Linked DNA regions of Pan troglodytes: all the other regions are linked to region 1. Evidence: chromatin contacts called from public Hi-C data. All regions are on one chromosome and are shown on one strand. Each heading gives the region's core, a stretch centred on a gene start, on an enhancer-like site or on the middle of the called end of the contact. The rest is flanking DNA. Distances are from core to core; before and after follow the strand shown. Region 1 holds the start of PPP1CB (protein phosphatase 1 catalytic subunit beta). Region 2 overlaps PLB1 (phospholipase B1). Region 3 overlaps PLB1 (phospholipase B1).

What was found. Hi-C and Micro-C count contacts between places; a contact is called where the count stands out from the background.
Region 2: a Hi-C map of stem cell-derived neural progenitor cells shows a contact between it and region 1, with 2.8 times the contacts expected there. The contact joins the enhancer-like site here to the promoter of PPP1CB in region 1. A contact is called at or near these places in 1 of 7 Hi-C or Micro-C datasets (stem cell-derived neural progenitor cells) and 1 of 1 datasets of contacts at active chromatin or transcription factors (stem cell-derived excitatory neurons).
Region 3: a Hi-C map of stem cell-derived neural progenitor cells shows a contact between it and region 1, with 2.9 times the contacts expected there. The contact joins the enhancer-like site here to the promoter of PPP1CB in region 1. A contact is called at or near these places in 3 of 7 Hi-C or Micro-C datasets (blood, induced pluripotent stem cells and stem cell-derived neural progenitor cells), 1 of 1 datasets of contacts at active chromatin or transcription factors (stem cell-derived excitatory neurons) and 1 of 1 other capture datasets (stem cell-derived neural stem cells).

What each region holds. Positions count from the first base shown.
Region 1 is chr12:94,095,294-94,099,907 of NHGRI_mPanTro3-v2.0_pri, forward strand. PPP1CB (protein phosphatase 1 catalytic subunit beta) reads right to left here and starts at 2,215. Exons shown (of 9, transcript XM_063789201.1): 1 at 1,945-2,215; 2 at 1,552-1,690. The coding sequence starts at 1,603.
Region 2 is chr12:94,280,522-94,285,135 of NHGRI_mPanTro3-v2.0_pri, forward strand. PLB1 (phospholipase B1) reads right to left here. Exons shown (of 60, transcript XM_515372.8): 21 at 3,950-4,023; 22 at 2,439-2,482. Among named protein-coding and RNA genes, the nearest start is that of PLB1, 97 kb to the right of the region's middle. Within about 2 kb of position 2,715, at least 13 of the 24 cell types and tissues checked have an H3K27ac peak or open chromatin away from gene starts, as enhancers often do. A contact at or near this core is called in stem cell-derived neural progenitor cells, where this site is marked.
Region 3 is chr12:94,253,415-94,258,028 of NHGRI_mPanTro3-v2.0_pri, forward strand. It overlaps PLB1 (phospholipase B1), which reads right to left. Exons shown (of 60, transcript XM_515372.8): 33 at 4,600-4,614; 34 at 3,642-3,700; 35 at 2,607-2,680. Among named protein-coding and RNA genes, the nearest start is that of PLB1, 120 kb to the right of the region's middle. Within about 2 kb of position 1,862, at least 5 of the 24 cell types and tissues checked have an H3K27ac peak or open chromatin away from gene starts, as enhancers often do. A contact at or near this core is called in stem cell-derived neural progenitor cells and stem cell-derived neural stem cells, where this site is marked.

The DNA.
Region 1 (4,614 bases), core at 965-3,464:
GAGTAGGCCTCTACTTTCCCAAATGTAAACAAGACATACACATTTTTAAATTAACTGTATTTCCCTCATAAAATAGTTACAAAATACAATTATTTTCAAAGCAAATTTCTCAAAGACCCAGCAAGATGTTCACATCTGAAACAAAGTCTTAGGTAGTGAACACTGACTGCAGGCACCAGGGGGCCTCCCAGGAATAACTTGATAGTAAAGGAAAAGGTAAATAAGAGTTCCTGGTAAAACTTTTGCTTCCTATTCAGTCTTAAGACTGCTGGATGGCTTTCACATCTGGAGCAAATACACAGTATTTAGTTACAGAACAGGTACTCACAGAACTTGGGTTTGAGATACCGACACATACTTTGAGAAAAAGGAATTACCCCTCCCCCATTACAATATTCTTTGATGATTTTCCAAATATAAGTACATATTGCTTCACTCTAGCAATTATCTTAAGGTAATTTGAAAGCAAACAATACATATGCAATCGTTGGACGGCGGCTAACAAAGAGGCCTCTAAATTGTTTAAAAAGGATTAAAGGCTTTTCTACACACTCACAAAACAATTATTGATGACGAAAACTTTAGGGTAGAGAGACTGTTTGGCAGAAGACTGCATTTAACTTTGAATAATATCCTGCAATGAATCAATACATTTAACTCCCGGCTAGTCCACCTCTTCGTTTTCCCCCCTTGCCTTCCCACCAACATAAAACTATTCAATAAGAACACTTGAGCCCGGAAAGTTCAAATGCTGCGTAGACCTGCAAATACCTTTCGAATACAAGACAGGCTTTAAAAATAGATTTTCACTAAGTTTGTGCAGAAATTAAGCTCTGCTCAAATCAAATGCAAAAGCCAATCCCTTCAGCAAACCCATCTACATACATCACATTTCTGACGTGCATCTTCAACCTGAGCAAATATTTTGTCTTACAATTTTTTTAGGCCAAGTAACAAACGGTAGATTAATTCCCGCTAATTTTATCCTCTCTTTAAGAACAATCCATTCTATATAGCATTGTGTAAAAATGCAGAGCAGACGAAACAGTCCTGTTAAGGACAGGTTTTTATATATATACGTAAAATTCACTCCCGGAACGACAATCGGAGGCAGCCAAGGGCAATGCACAAAGAGAACAGAGAAGAACAGTGATTCCACGGACGCACAAAGCCCGGTGGCAGGGCAGGCATCCTCTCCCCATCCTCGGGTCACCGGAGGCGAGCACCACGGCGCGCGGAGCCCGGCGGCCTTTCCGAAAGGCTGTCGCCCGCAGACCCGCTCCGCACAGCCTTCGGCCGGCGGGCCTGGCCCCCGAGGGTCCGCGGGAACGGCCCCCTCTCCCCCGATCTCCCCTGACCGCGCTCCCAGAGGCCGCTCCCCCGCGCCCAGAGCCTCCTCGCCCCCTCCTCGGTTCGTCCGCCGCGCCGCGCTCCCAGAGACTCGTCTCGGGGCGGGAAAGGGGTCCCCTCGCGTTCCGGCGGCAGAGGGGGACGCAGGGGTCGGCGGCGGTGCCCGACCTCCCTCTGTCCCGCGGCCAGGCGCGCACTCACCCTCCAGCAGCCGGGTGATGAGGCTGTCCACGTTCAGCTCCCCGTCCGCCATCTTGTCGGCACAGACTCTCCTTCCCAGCAGCGGGAACAAGGGCTTCTCGGCGGCGGAGGCTGCGGAGACGGCTCGGCGTTCTCTCACCTACAAGTCACGCGGCGTTTCGACCCCGGCTCCAACTCCCCCTTTTCCCGGGCCCTCCCCCCACCCCCTCCCCGCCGGGTAGCGAGAGCGCGCGCACACTCGGAGGCACCCACGGAAAATAAATAAATAAACAAGAGAGGCCCCTTCGAACAGGGCCGCGTCAGACCCAGGCCGCCACCTCCTCCTCCTCGGCACCGCCCAGCTCCGCAAAGCTCACCAGCGCCGCCGACGGCCCCACCCGCAGCGCCACTCACTCCGCACGTCCCTTGCGCGCCGCCGCGTCACGCAGCTCTCCGCGCAGGCGCGCGGCGCGCTCCCCGCCGAGGCTCCCCTCGGCGCCTGGGCCGCCGCGCAACCGCACTGGAGCGGCTTTTCCCGTTGCCGTCTTCGCGCAGGTGCGTCGCCCTCTCTCCACGTCCACGGCGCCGAGTCTCGCCGCGGTGGCGCAGGCGCCAGGGAGGTTCCCCGGCTTTGCCGCGCGGAGGAAGTCCCGGTTACGCAGAGCGCGCTGGGGCTGGGCTGACCTTCCCCTTTCTCTACTTCACTGGCCTCCTCCAGACGTGGTGGTTGCGCCCTTTCGACCTCGCTTTCCGTTTTTTGGCTTCATCGCCTAGATCTGCAAACAGTTCCTCGTGTTTCTTCCGTTAGCCGGGAAACGCGAACTGCAGCGTTTGGGACCCGGGTTTGCGCGTGTGGAAAGCAAAAGGGGTTACTCTGCTGGAGTTCGACATTGCAAATAAAGGTCTTTATCCCCGGCGGTTCTACAAAATTAGTTCTGCAGGGATTCTGGTTGAAAGAAGCGTTAAAGTGGGCCTTGTAGGAGTCCGCAATAATCCAGTTTTACATGGGTGCAGATGGCTGCCTGTGTCTAGCGCTTTCACACATCTCATATCTTCATCCACGCCGTGGGTATCTTTTTTCCACGGTGTGTTTCTGTTGCTGCCTCCAGTATATTGCTTAATCATCCTACCTGGTAATTATTTATGCATTTTTCTCCTACTCTCGACTCAGCTCCTAGGGGATAAAAACACACTAACTTATCTTTGTGCCCACAGCACCCACCAAGTATTTCCATCACGTAATACTGCCTCTAGAAAGGCAGGAGGAGAAGCAGTCACGCTAAGGATCTAGGCAAGCCAGATCTTTTGTCCGGTTTTAGGAGGTGGCCAGCCCTTACTTATTCCACAAGTGTTTTTCCAGAAACTCAGACTTGATATTGCCTCAAGTCCAAGGCAGTGTGCTTCCCCCACTCACATATCACTAATAGTAGCTAACATTTGTTCAGATCCCTGTATGTACTCTGCCACTGTTTTAAATGTTACACCCGGGTTACCTCATTTAATCCTTACAACTGCCCTGTGAGGTAGGTACTATTATTATCTCTACTTTGTAGATGGGATTCACCGAGGCACAGACGGTTAAAAAACTTAGCCCAAATCACACAAATAAACAGCAGAGCTGGGATTCAAACCCAGGCATGTAGTGCTAGAGTCTGCATTCTTAACAATTGCTATATTCTCCCTCTCCGTGAATGTGGGCTGAGATGCTGAAACAGGCATGTGCTGTGGGGGAGAAAAAGCTTTGTCCAACCAAGTGCTTTCTAGTGTCCAGATGACATAGAGCTAGGATTTCCTAATGTCTTTTTTCCCCTATTTTTCTCTCCATTTCAGGATTGAGTTTGTGCATCGATTGTGAACACAACAGGCAGCAGGCTATAATGGTGGTCCTGGCTGGAGTAGTTTTCACAGACTGCAGTAATCTGTGGAGATGAACTGGCAGTTCTCTGTAGTTTTCACAGATCACTGCCAGTTCGTTTTGAGGCCTTCAGGAGTGAAGACCTGGCTCATCATCACTCTTTGTTGTTTTGTTAAATTTATTTACACCCTACTTTATTCCAGAGGAAAGGATTTAACGTAGTTTACATAAATGTGTACAGCAGGGTAAATTAAAAATAAGTACAGAGAAAAATAGGACAAAAGAAAACCGTGAGTGTGAAAGATAAGATTAAGCCAGCAGTTTTGTATGCAAAATGCATGATGTAAGGTCCTATTGGTTTGCTGGAGGTAGGCCACACATATGACTCTCAGTTTTCTAGCAACCAAGAAAAAGATCAGTTGCAATCGGAGTAGGTGTTTTGGCTAAGCTGGAACTAGGACTTGAATATAGCAGCTTGTAGAGTTATACCACTTGCCCAAATCTCTTCCATGAGCCTCTTTAAGTGTAACAGAATGCCTGGGAGCACGTAAATGCTCCTACTTAGATGCCTACTTAGCCTCTAATTTTCATGGGGCCCATGAATCCCATGAAAAAGAACTTTGAACCCTGTCCACAATTAGAGTTCAAGTATACGCAGACATGTTTAAAGACAAGGGACACCCAAAGGAAAGATTGCACAGAGAGAAAGTGAGCATCCGAGAGAAAATCACCACAAGTGAGGCAGAGGGAGGCCGGTCTCAGCAGAGTTTTGGAGGTCGTGAGAAGAAGAGGTAGGAGATAGGAGAGTGGTTCTGAGTACTTGCCTGCTGATGTTACCTTCTCCACCCCCACCAGGTTTTCCAGTGCCTGGAGTCTTGGGCAGGAATGGGCCACTGTAAGAAAGAGCTTTATCACTAGGGCCTCAGCCAACTTTTCTGTGGGATATCCCTCCAAAATAATTAAGAGTTCAGAATGCTTCAGATTTTGAAGTGAAACTGGTACATATATTAAGTGTTACTTAATAACCCGATAGTTTCTAGGGCAGCTCACCATAATCCCAAGTATTAGCCACCACCCTCACCCCCTTCAGAGTAAAATGTGTTTCCTGAAGGAAGTTGGGAAAATGAAGAAAAAAAATACAAAAATCACCTATAATCTTACGAGTCATAGATGGCAGTTTTCCTGTCTTATTTCTGAATAATGGTTGTTAAACATTTGCCAGCACACCA
Region 2 (4,614 bases), core at 1,465-3,964, 190 kb after region 1:
ACATGTAGGTGCTGAGAATGGCTAGTATCTCAGCTCCAACACAATGACACTTGCCCCCGCTGTCTCACAATCTGCTAGGATGTGAGAAAGAAACTGGCCGGGTAGCAGCCAGGACTTTAGGGCCCCATTCAGCAGAGTGCCTGCTAGAACCCAGCACTGCTGCAGGTTTACTCAGCACAGATGGACTGGACTCATTCCTTGAGGTTTGGGGATATTACACTAATAAATGGAAATTGCTCCGATTTCTATTCAAGAGAAAAAAGGACTGTGAAATCACCTGAGCGATTTGAAAGTGGAATGGTTTGTCCTAGGAGGTGGCAGCTTCCCTAGGAGGTAGAAGGAACTCAGCACAGTCTACCCAGCTACTTAGCAAGAATATCATAGGGAGGAACCGCACATTGGATAGGGCAATGACTTGCTGGTGCAGGCAGTTCTCTCTGCCAGGAACATTCTCTCCCCTTTCCTTACCTGACGAATTCTAATTCTTGATGCTCGTTTTCAGAAGACAGGGTTAACAGCCTCTATGTTTATTTTCCCCTAAGCTTTGTACACATCTATAAATATTAGTCATGTGTCTGTCTTTAGGAAGACATGCTGCCAAAGACACTTTGGTGATGTCATCGGAGCACTGTTCTCCTATTTTCCAAGCACTCAGCACTGGAATATTTGCTGGATTAAATTGAACAGGGGGTTGAACGGGGATTCTGTTCTGCCCTTACATTCTTACGAGTTTTCTAACACGTTTCCATATAGTTACTTCCCCCTGGATTATCTAGCCCCTACAATCAAATAGTCTTCACATCTCTAGCAAGAAGAGTCTAAATAGCGGATAATCCATTTCTGGGCTAAGTGTGTCAGGGGAGTCATCCACCTGTGGGGTAACATTGTCTCAATCCTTTGTAAATTACTTTGGTGAAAGAGGTGAAGCCAAATATTATCCAATTATCTTGTCCATAATACGAGCATGGGAAGTAAAGAGCCCAGAAAGCTATTGCATACATTGGGCCATCCCACAGCCAAGTTCATCACACTCACAAAAGCACCCTGAACCATCTCCTAGCAATAGAGGAACTGATTTATAGCTCATGTGTGTAGACCTAGATATAAAGAAGGCAGGGAGTGCTTGTGGCACAGAACCCTGTCTACCTAAATTCGACAGGATTTACAAATAACCAAAACAGATAACGTGAAGTCTGCTCAGCTCTGCTCTGCCTATGTGGAGATTAAGCTATGATGTCCCCCTCATCCAAATCTTGGTGGCTTCAAGTTGTTAGCTTCTAAATATATATTACAAAGGGCTATGTACCAGGAAAGTAAATGAAAATGGGACCAGTTAAATTCCTCCCAGGCAAAATTATCAGCCAGAAGATTCCAGGGGAAGAATTCAATTTAAACATGTATCGCTCGCATACTTTAAAAACAAGCAGGGAGATGTGTATGCACTGGCGAGAATTTTAAAAAGATAAGATCAGACCCTTCAAGGAATATAATCAGACTTTAAAAAATCATTCCGCCTGTAATCCTAGCACTTTGGGAGGCCAAGGCGGGCAGATCACAAAGTCAGGAAATCAAGACCATCCTGGCCAACATGGTGAAACCCTGTCTCTATCAAAAATACAAAAATTAGCTGGGTGTGGTGGCGGGGGCCTGTAGTCCCAGCTACTCGGGAGGCTGAGGCAGGAGAATCGCTTGAACCAGGGAGGCGGAGGTTGCAATGAGCTGAGATGGCGCCACCCTGCACTCCAGCCTGGCAACAGAGCGAGACTCCATCTCAAAAAAAAAAAAAAAAAAAAAAAAAAAAAAAAGAGAAAGAAATCATTCCGAGCAGGTTGGTGGAAAGTAAATTAAGGAAAGTGTTGAGTCCCAAAATGGCTGTGTCTGCACAACATGCACAAGATAACTTCATCTCCTCCTGCGGCAATAGCAGCGGTTCCTACAGCAACCCCGCAATTCAATATCTGTGCGCAGCTGTGTCTGCGCCCCAGGTGCCTGGATCGATGCCTCTCGCGGGGGTGATCTGCTGGGAAAGGCAGGCGCCGCACAACCGGGTTTCTTTTTCTTTTTTCTTGAATCACTTTTCTTTATTCTCTCTGATCTCACGCCAGATTATTGAATCACTTTTTAATGACTTGCACTAAGATGTGATCTTTTTCCCCGCTTTACTTTCTTCCTCCCTTGGTCAAAGACAATTTCTTTTCGACACCTCCCCGCCCCTGGCCGCCCCCAAGCCCCGAACCCCGCTCCACCCCCAACTCTAAGGCTTTCGTCACTGTCGGAAGCGGAGCTGGGCGGCAGCCTCGGGAGGCAGCGCCCCCTGGTGAATTTAGCGGGCTCCTGCAGCCGGGGCTCCTCCCGAGGCCCGCGCCACCTGCAGGGGGAGAGGGAAGCGTGCAGGGGCCGCCCCAAACCAAACATCCCGGCCGCCGCCGCGTACTCACTCGCCAGGGTGGTAACGGTGCCGATGTTCTCATCTCCGCCGACGCTGTAACGTGGGTCCAAGAAAGAAAATGAAGGGTTAAAATGCAGCCACGCCGAGACCCTTCAGACACTAGACAGAAACGCCCGTCTCCCGAGAAACAGCCCAGGGGCCTGGAGCTTGCCCTTTCCCTATCACTTCAGTAGAAAAACGGAAAAAGCAAACCAGAATACGACTCCCCTCCCCATAGGCCAGCACATCCAAACAAAACGCCAGCTTTAAACCGGCGGCTGATTTTCGCTGATGTTGGGGCAGGGGAGGTAGGTTGGTTCCTTGCACCCCTGCTTTCAAAGGGGAAGTAGTCCCTCGTCTGCCAGCCCCTTTCCAACTAGCCACTGCAGCGTGCATTAATATTATTGGTGTAAACGTAGTTTTTAAAAAGTTGGCCCTATTTTTTCTCTTTTCTCTTCCTGCTTGGCTTGGAAAAGCCGTTTTTAAAAGGTGTCTTCTAGAGAGTCAGCCATCTTCCAAGCCAATAATAAAATTCCAAGGTGATCAAAGTTAGAAGGGTTTCTAGGCATGCAAATATGCAGCATTCCAGAGTGGATTGGATTCCCTGCTTTTCCACACCCCCCACCCCATTCTGTGCCAAGGGTGTCTAGGAGCATCTAAAAGGTTCCCCCAAATGTTTGGGTTTAACTGTGCTGCAACGTGAGGAAGGATGCCAGAGACTCGGCACTCAGGTTAAAGCAGGTGTCAGATAGAGATGCCAGATTCCAGGTGAGGAAACACCAAACCTGCCCGGGCTTGCAGCAGAGGTTTGATCACATACAGAGCAGAAATAAGCCTGCCCAAAGTGATACAGGATAAGGGAATGCACTGATGGGGGCCAGGAAGCATCTGCTCTGCTTCCTGATCTTTTTACCTTCTGGCTCTGTGATCTTGGTCAGGTTACTTGCCCTCTCTGAGCCTTGTTTCCTCATCTGCAAAATAAAGGCCCTATAATAACAATGCCAACTACCAGATACTTGGTGTCAAGCACTGTGCTGGACACTTAAATTCTTTCTAGCCCTCAGACAGTGCTCAGGTAGTAGCATTATTTCTGCATCAGAGATGAGGAGAGAAGCTCAGAGAGGTTAGGGAACTTGCCCAAGGTTACATCCAACTGGGCAGCTAGGGCTCAGCTACAACTCTGGTTCCAAAGGCAATGATCTGTGCATCACTCAGGCCACTGCCTCCTTCTGAGATTATATCACAGAGGGAGAAATGGAAGCCAGAGAAGCATTTCCAGCCCAAACATTTATGTAGTTTCTCTCCTAGACTCCTGGCTCAAGGCTCAGCTACTGTTTTGGGCAATGTAGTGGTTTGAGGAGGCTGGTGAATACCTTTTTCAAATTAAACCTAGAAGTTGGTCATAGAAAAGAACAAAACGGCCCACCCTTCTGCTTAAGGCGTTGTTTTCTAGAACGCTCAGGGGGTTTCCCTTGCTCTGCAATGAAGGGGCCTTTGGGGCCTTGCCACACCCTCACTCACCTCCAGGATAGGCCTCGGTACTGAGTCAAGACGTCCAAGACGTTCCCAGGTGTGGACCCGGCCCCATTGCCTGCCTGAGAGGGAAGAATGAGGGGGTGAGTTTCTCTGCTTTCCCCAGTGGCCCACCTCTGCCTACCTGCCAAAAGGTCTATGTTCTTATGCTGGCCAGGACCACCTGGGCACTCTCTGGGATCTAGGGTCTAGATGGCACCATGTCTCCATATGTATCCTGCCTTTTCAGAGATGACTGAGAGTGCCCACTGGGAATGCCTGGTGCTACTCACAGCTCTGCTTCATTCTAAGAAACCCTGCCTAGGCCAAGACCAAGTAAAACTTGTCCAGCAAAAGTGCTCTTGTAATTAGACTGTACCTTTTCAAAAGGATACATTTCAGGGTCCTGTTTTTCTCATTTTTTTAAAGTTGTGAAGTATATCATAAAAGGAAATACATCATTATCCTTTTATACCAATATATCTCACCTATGCACAGTTTAAAATGTAGTAATAAAATGAAATCCCACGTAGCCATCATCAGCTGAAGAAAGCACAATGTGGACACTCTCCAGGTGCGTGTCCCTTGCCTAAAGCACTTTGTTTCTGAGCATTTTGAAGGGCATGCTGAGACTGGCCTCCCAGGCAGTTGGGGGTGAAGGCTGGCCTCCATGA
Region 3 (4,614 bases), core at 612-3,111, 160 kb after region 1:
AGAAAAGGATTATGACAAATAAACACAAAAGCGCAAAAATATTCAAACTCTCATTTTGATCAGAACTATGAAACATGAAAGGAAGTAGACCCATATCAAACAGCTAGTCCACCTTAGACCCTTCAGATGGATATCATTTATGTTACACTCAATTTATGTTACAGAGCTCAATGGCTGGGCTCTGGTCATCTGTTGTCACCTAAAGTGTACAGAAAAATAGAGTAGATGCTCAATAACATTTGTTGAAGGAGTTTCAGTCATGTGAGATTGAACCCCTAGTTAATAAAACAAAGGCAATTTTTTTGGTAAGTAAATTTTATTTTGATCCTTTGAATGGTCCCAAACAAGCAAACTTATTTCAATGGAAGAAAAGGCAATGCTCTCAAGACCTTGGGGCCCGGCACATTGTTAAGCTGGCCAAAGCTGGAACCGTTCACTACAGAATCTCACAGGTCAAGGGGCCTTGGAAATATTCACAGCCAAGCCTCTTCTGCAGGTCCTGTTCACAGCCACCCACCCCCCATGAATTCTGGGTCTACTTCTCCCCTAATTCCATGAGATCCACTCTTTTCACTTTGTTTCCTAGGGGGAAGAGGCTCAAATTGCATTCTGAATTGATCTAGTATCATTAATTGCCTAGTTTTTCCAATCTAGAAGCTTTAACGGCTCAAAAATTGCTTTTCTCAGATAAGTCTACTAGGTGAACACTTTCAGGAGGTGTTAACAGGTGTTATGAACAAAGAAAATGTTCTGGAATTAAGGGAAACATTGGGTTAAACAGATAAAACTTAAATAGATTTCTGCATTGCAGGCCTTATGAGAGCCTTTAATATGCTAATACACACATGAATTCCCCAAAGGAAGGTTATAGTAATGTTTCCCCCTCAGATACAAAGGATTTTCTCTTCTCCAGGAACAGGTCTGGAGTTAATGTTCCATGGAACACACTTTGAGACACAGTAGTCTATGTATTCTACCAAGTGTCAAGCTGTCTCTCAGACCCCGACCTAGAGCTTCCATCTTTAACACACGTGCATTTGGGGGCAGCTATTTGAAACATTTAGGACAAATGAAGGGTTTAAAGGGACAGCAGCCATTGAACCCGAGGCCTTAGAGCTAGAACTAAAAGATTGAGACATTAGGCTGTAATGGACGTCACTTGTTGGAAGAAACAGAGCAATGGCTGAATTTTCCCATCGCTGCAGAAAGAAACTTTTAGTAGAGGACTGCTGGTTCATATCTGAATCCCAGGAGCCCAGCTGGTCGATCTGTTTTAAAGTTGGGCACATCACCTCACTTCCCCAGGCTGCCCCACCAGGTGCACGTCGCGTATCTATCACCTGCAATGTGGTTTGTCTACTTGATTTTTGTTTCCCATGCTATCGTATGAGGTCATTGCCTTCTTTAGCTGAGACCAAGTGCAGCTGCCAGAACCTCATGCTCTTTCCTGATTGTAATAAGCTCTGCTTTCTCTCCTCTGGTTTTTTTTCTTGTAGCCTCATTAGGAGCAGAATGGTGAGTCAGTGAGGCTCTGATTTGTTCCATGGCAGCCTGTTAGGACCAGGTACCTGACCAAGGACTTGTGGAAACGCAGGGACCTTGGCGCAGGAAGGCACTGACCTCTGTTCTTGAGAGGTTGATGTCCTCATGCTAAGGACACCCTAGGTCCTCGTTGTGGGTGGTACAGGCTGAGTGATGGCGCCTCCCTCTCACCCTGGAAACCCATCCTCTCTGGGACTCTGCTCAGGTCTGGCCAGAGAACCGTCACAGTCTTGATCACCCCCTCCCTGCTCCCTGTCACTTCCCCAGGAAGCAAACTGACTTAGAAGAAAAGGGAGGTGGCAGCAAAGGTGCTGTCCTGGCTCTGCCACTCATTAGCACGCTGCCCCCTTGTGGCCAGCTTCGTTCTAGTTGTTTTCCCAGGTAAATTCTGAGCTACTCGCCACTTACTTTGAAGCCTACAGGAATGAGAACTTTATTAGGAGAGAAAGAAACTTGAGAATATCTACACGCAACCGCTCGCCTGACACACCCTGAGCTTCTCCACTTCCATGTTCGGGATGCCCTTTCTCACCCTTTCCTCTTGTCGAATTGCTAATCTTTCAAGACATGGCTGATTGTGATTGTGTCTTGGTTATGCCCTCTCGAAGTGTGCGATGGATTTCAGAGGTTTTCTGTGCAGATGTGTACATATATGTAAAGGCAGCTGTGTGACTACAAGACAACATGAATAAACACATAAAGACAGTAAACAGAGACGTAGGAACACCACGTGTACACGTATACATGCAAGCGGGGAGGTGAAGATTCAGGGATTTGGTGCTTTTCTGGTGCATTTCCTGTTGGATTTGCTGACCCAGGAGTCTGATAAGACCCCTGGTTTACTTTCTCTGCACAATCAAAAAAAAAAAAAGATTATCAACAGTAAAATATCCTCTCCACTCACCAAATGTTCACATTTTGCAGAAATATATAGCTTTTTCTTTCTGAAAGCCCCTTCCAGACCAAGTCTTCGACCTCTGGGATTTACATATTTACAGGAGACAAAGCCACACCTAATCTCTGTTGTGGGGGGATCCCTGGGAGAGGTCAAAGGTTAACATTACCTGTATGACAGTCCCCGATACTGTGTGGTGACATCGGGGAGGTCGTCTGGTTTGGAGCCAATTCCATTGCCAGCCTTTGAAAATATACCAGAGTCCATAGGAAAATTAGCAAGTCAGAGAACAGGGAGGCTGTGAATGCACAGGGCTTCCAAAGAGGGGGTTCCCAATGCACTCGTGGTGGCAGGAGCAGACATGGGACCAGGAGCCCCTGGCTCTAAGTCTGCCATCCTCCTCTCCAGCTGTGTGCCTTCCCCAACTCTTAGCTGCCTCCTCGCTGAGCTGAGGACATGCCCTGCTCATCTCACAGGGAGTGTTTTGGGGATCAAATTGGATTACAGTTGTAAAAACCACTTTGAAAACTCTCAAGTGCTTTACAAACGTCAGAGAGTGTTAATAATGTCATTCCCACTGTTATGCCCCTACGTTCTTTATGAGCATGAAGAGAGAGCTCATTGGCTTAAGCGACTGCAGTGGACAGATCTCTCCTAAGTCTCACATTTCTCCTCTTTCCCTCTGGGGCATTCTGTAAGGTATTCTCAAGGCCTTGCACATGCTCCTGGAAAGTGATGATCTGGGATAGTAAAATAGCCCCATTTCTTGGAAGTTAGGAGCAGAGCTTCATCCACAACTAAGGAGTCCTGCTGCTTTCCGTGCAGATGCAAAGAAGAAACAGATGCAAGGGTCTCAGCTGATTATAAAGCATAATCCAAAGGAAAAAGAGCACTCACACAGGGAGGTTTAGGAGAATTTTGAGTCAGAATGACATATTTTTACATATATTAAAAAAGTGTTATTGGGTGTTCAAAATCTCTGCCTGCAGAAACAATTCAGTTCACTCCCAAAAAAGATTTCCTCTGCATATCTGTTTGAGAAAGCGGCCACAAATCAAATAACTGGCATGCTCTTGGATTGACAGAGCCAGGTAGAGGGGCAAGATAAGGCAGAGGACAGGCATGCAGACCCTTAAGTTAAGAGGACTGGGATCTGGAGCTGGCCTAGTTATCCCCAAACCACCTGGGGCCCAAGAGTCCTTACGGTCAGAGAATCCCCCAGAGCAGCCACAACTTGGATGTCTGCAGGTCTCAGGGCATGCACTGGAAAGACAAGTGGACACACTTAGGGCTGCAGGAGGGAAGCCACAGTCACACTCTAGTGCCTCTGGCTTCAAGCAAGATCCAAAACACAATCTGCATGAGCAATGGGTCATGCAGGGCTGGGTGTGCACAGTGCCAAGGAGGCAAAGTTATATGAGGACAGTTTTCCTGTAAGACACAACTAATCCTGGACCTACAGGGAAAGAGAGGTGCAGAGAGGGAGAAGGAGGGAGAAGAAGAAAAGTGGGGAAAGGGAGAAGGAGAGATGGAGGGAAGGAAGAAGGGAAAGGTGGGAGGGAGGGCAGGGCAGAGTAGGAGCCCATTTTAGTGCCAGTGGTCATGGGAGATGCCAGCCATGGCCTGAGTGCACAACTAGACGGGCATCAAACCACATTAAGACGAGGTGCAGGACCTGACGTGCAGCCCGTTTAAAGGTGGGTTCTGAATTTCCACCAAGAGTCTGAGAATAGTCATGTTGGGCCTTTCCTTGCCCCCACATCTCTTCTGAACAGCCCAGGGAAACTTCCAGGCCCTACTGTAGGCGGCAGTGATTGCAGAGCCTAGGGCCACAGAGCCAGCTTCCTCTTGGGACTGGGGCCCACCACTGGGCTGAGCCACCAAGGGTGTGCTCACAGGGCTCCTCTGCTTGTGCTCTAAGAGGCGCAGGTAGGCAGGAGACGGCTCCTGGTCCCAGGTGCCTTGGTGCCTGCTGGGCATGGTGTCACCACCAGCCAGAGTGGTGCGAAACAAGGACTCATCCCAGGTGACCACCCAGGCAGACAGCAAGCACTGGCCGTCACTGTGCCATTTAGTGAGTGTGAAAGTCAGGTCAGAGGACTCACCGGCATAGCAGCCCCTGTGGAGGGGCCCTGGGTCCTGCTGTGCCATAGGGGGCTTACCTGAGGTAGGGTGCA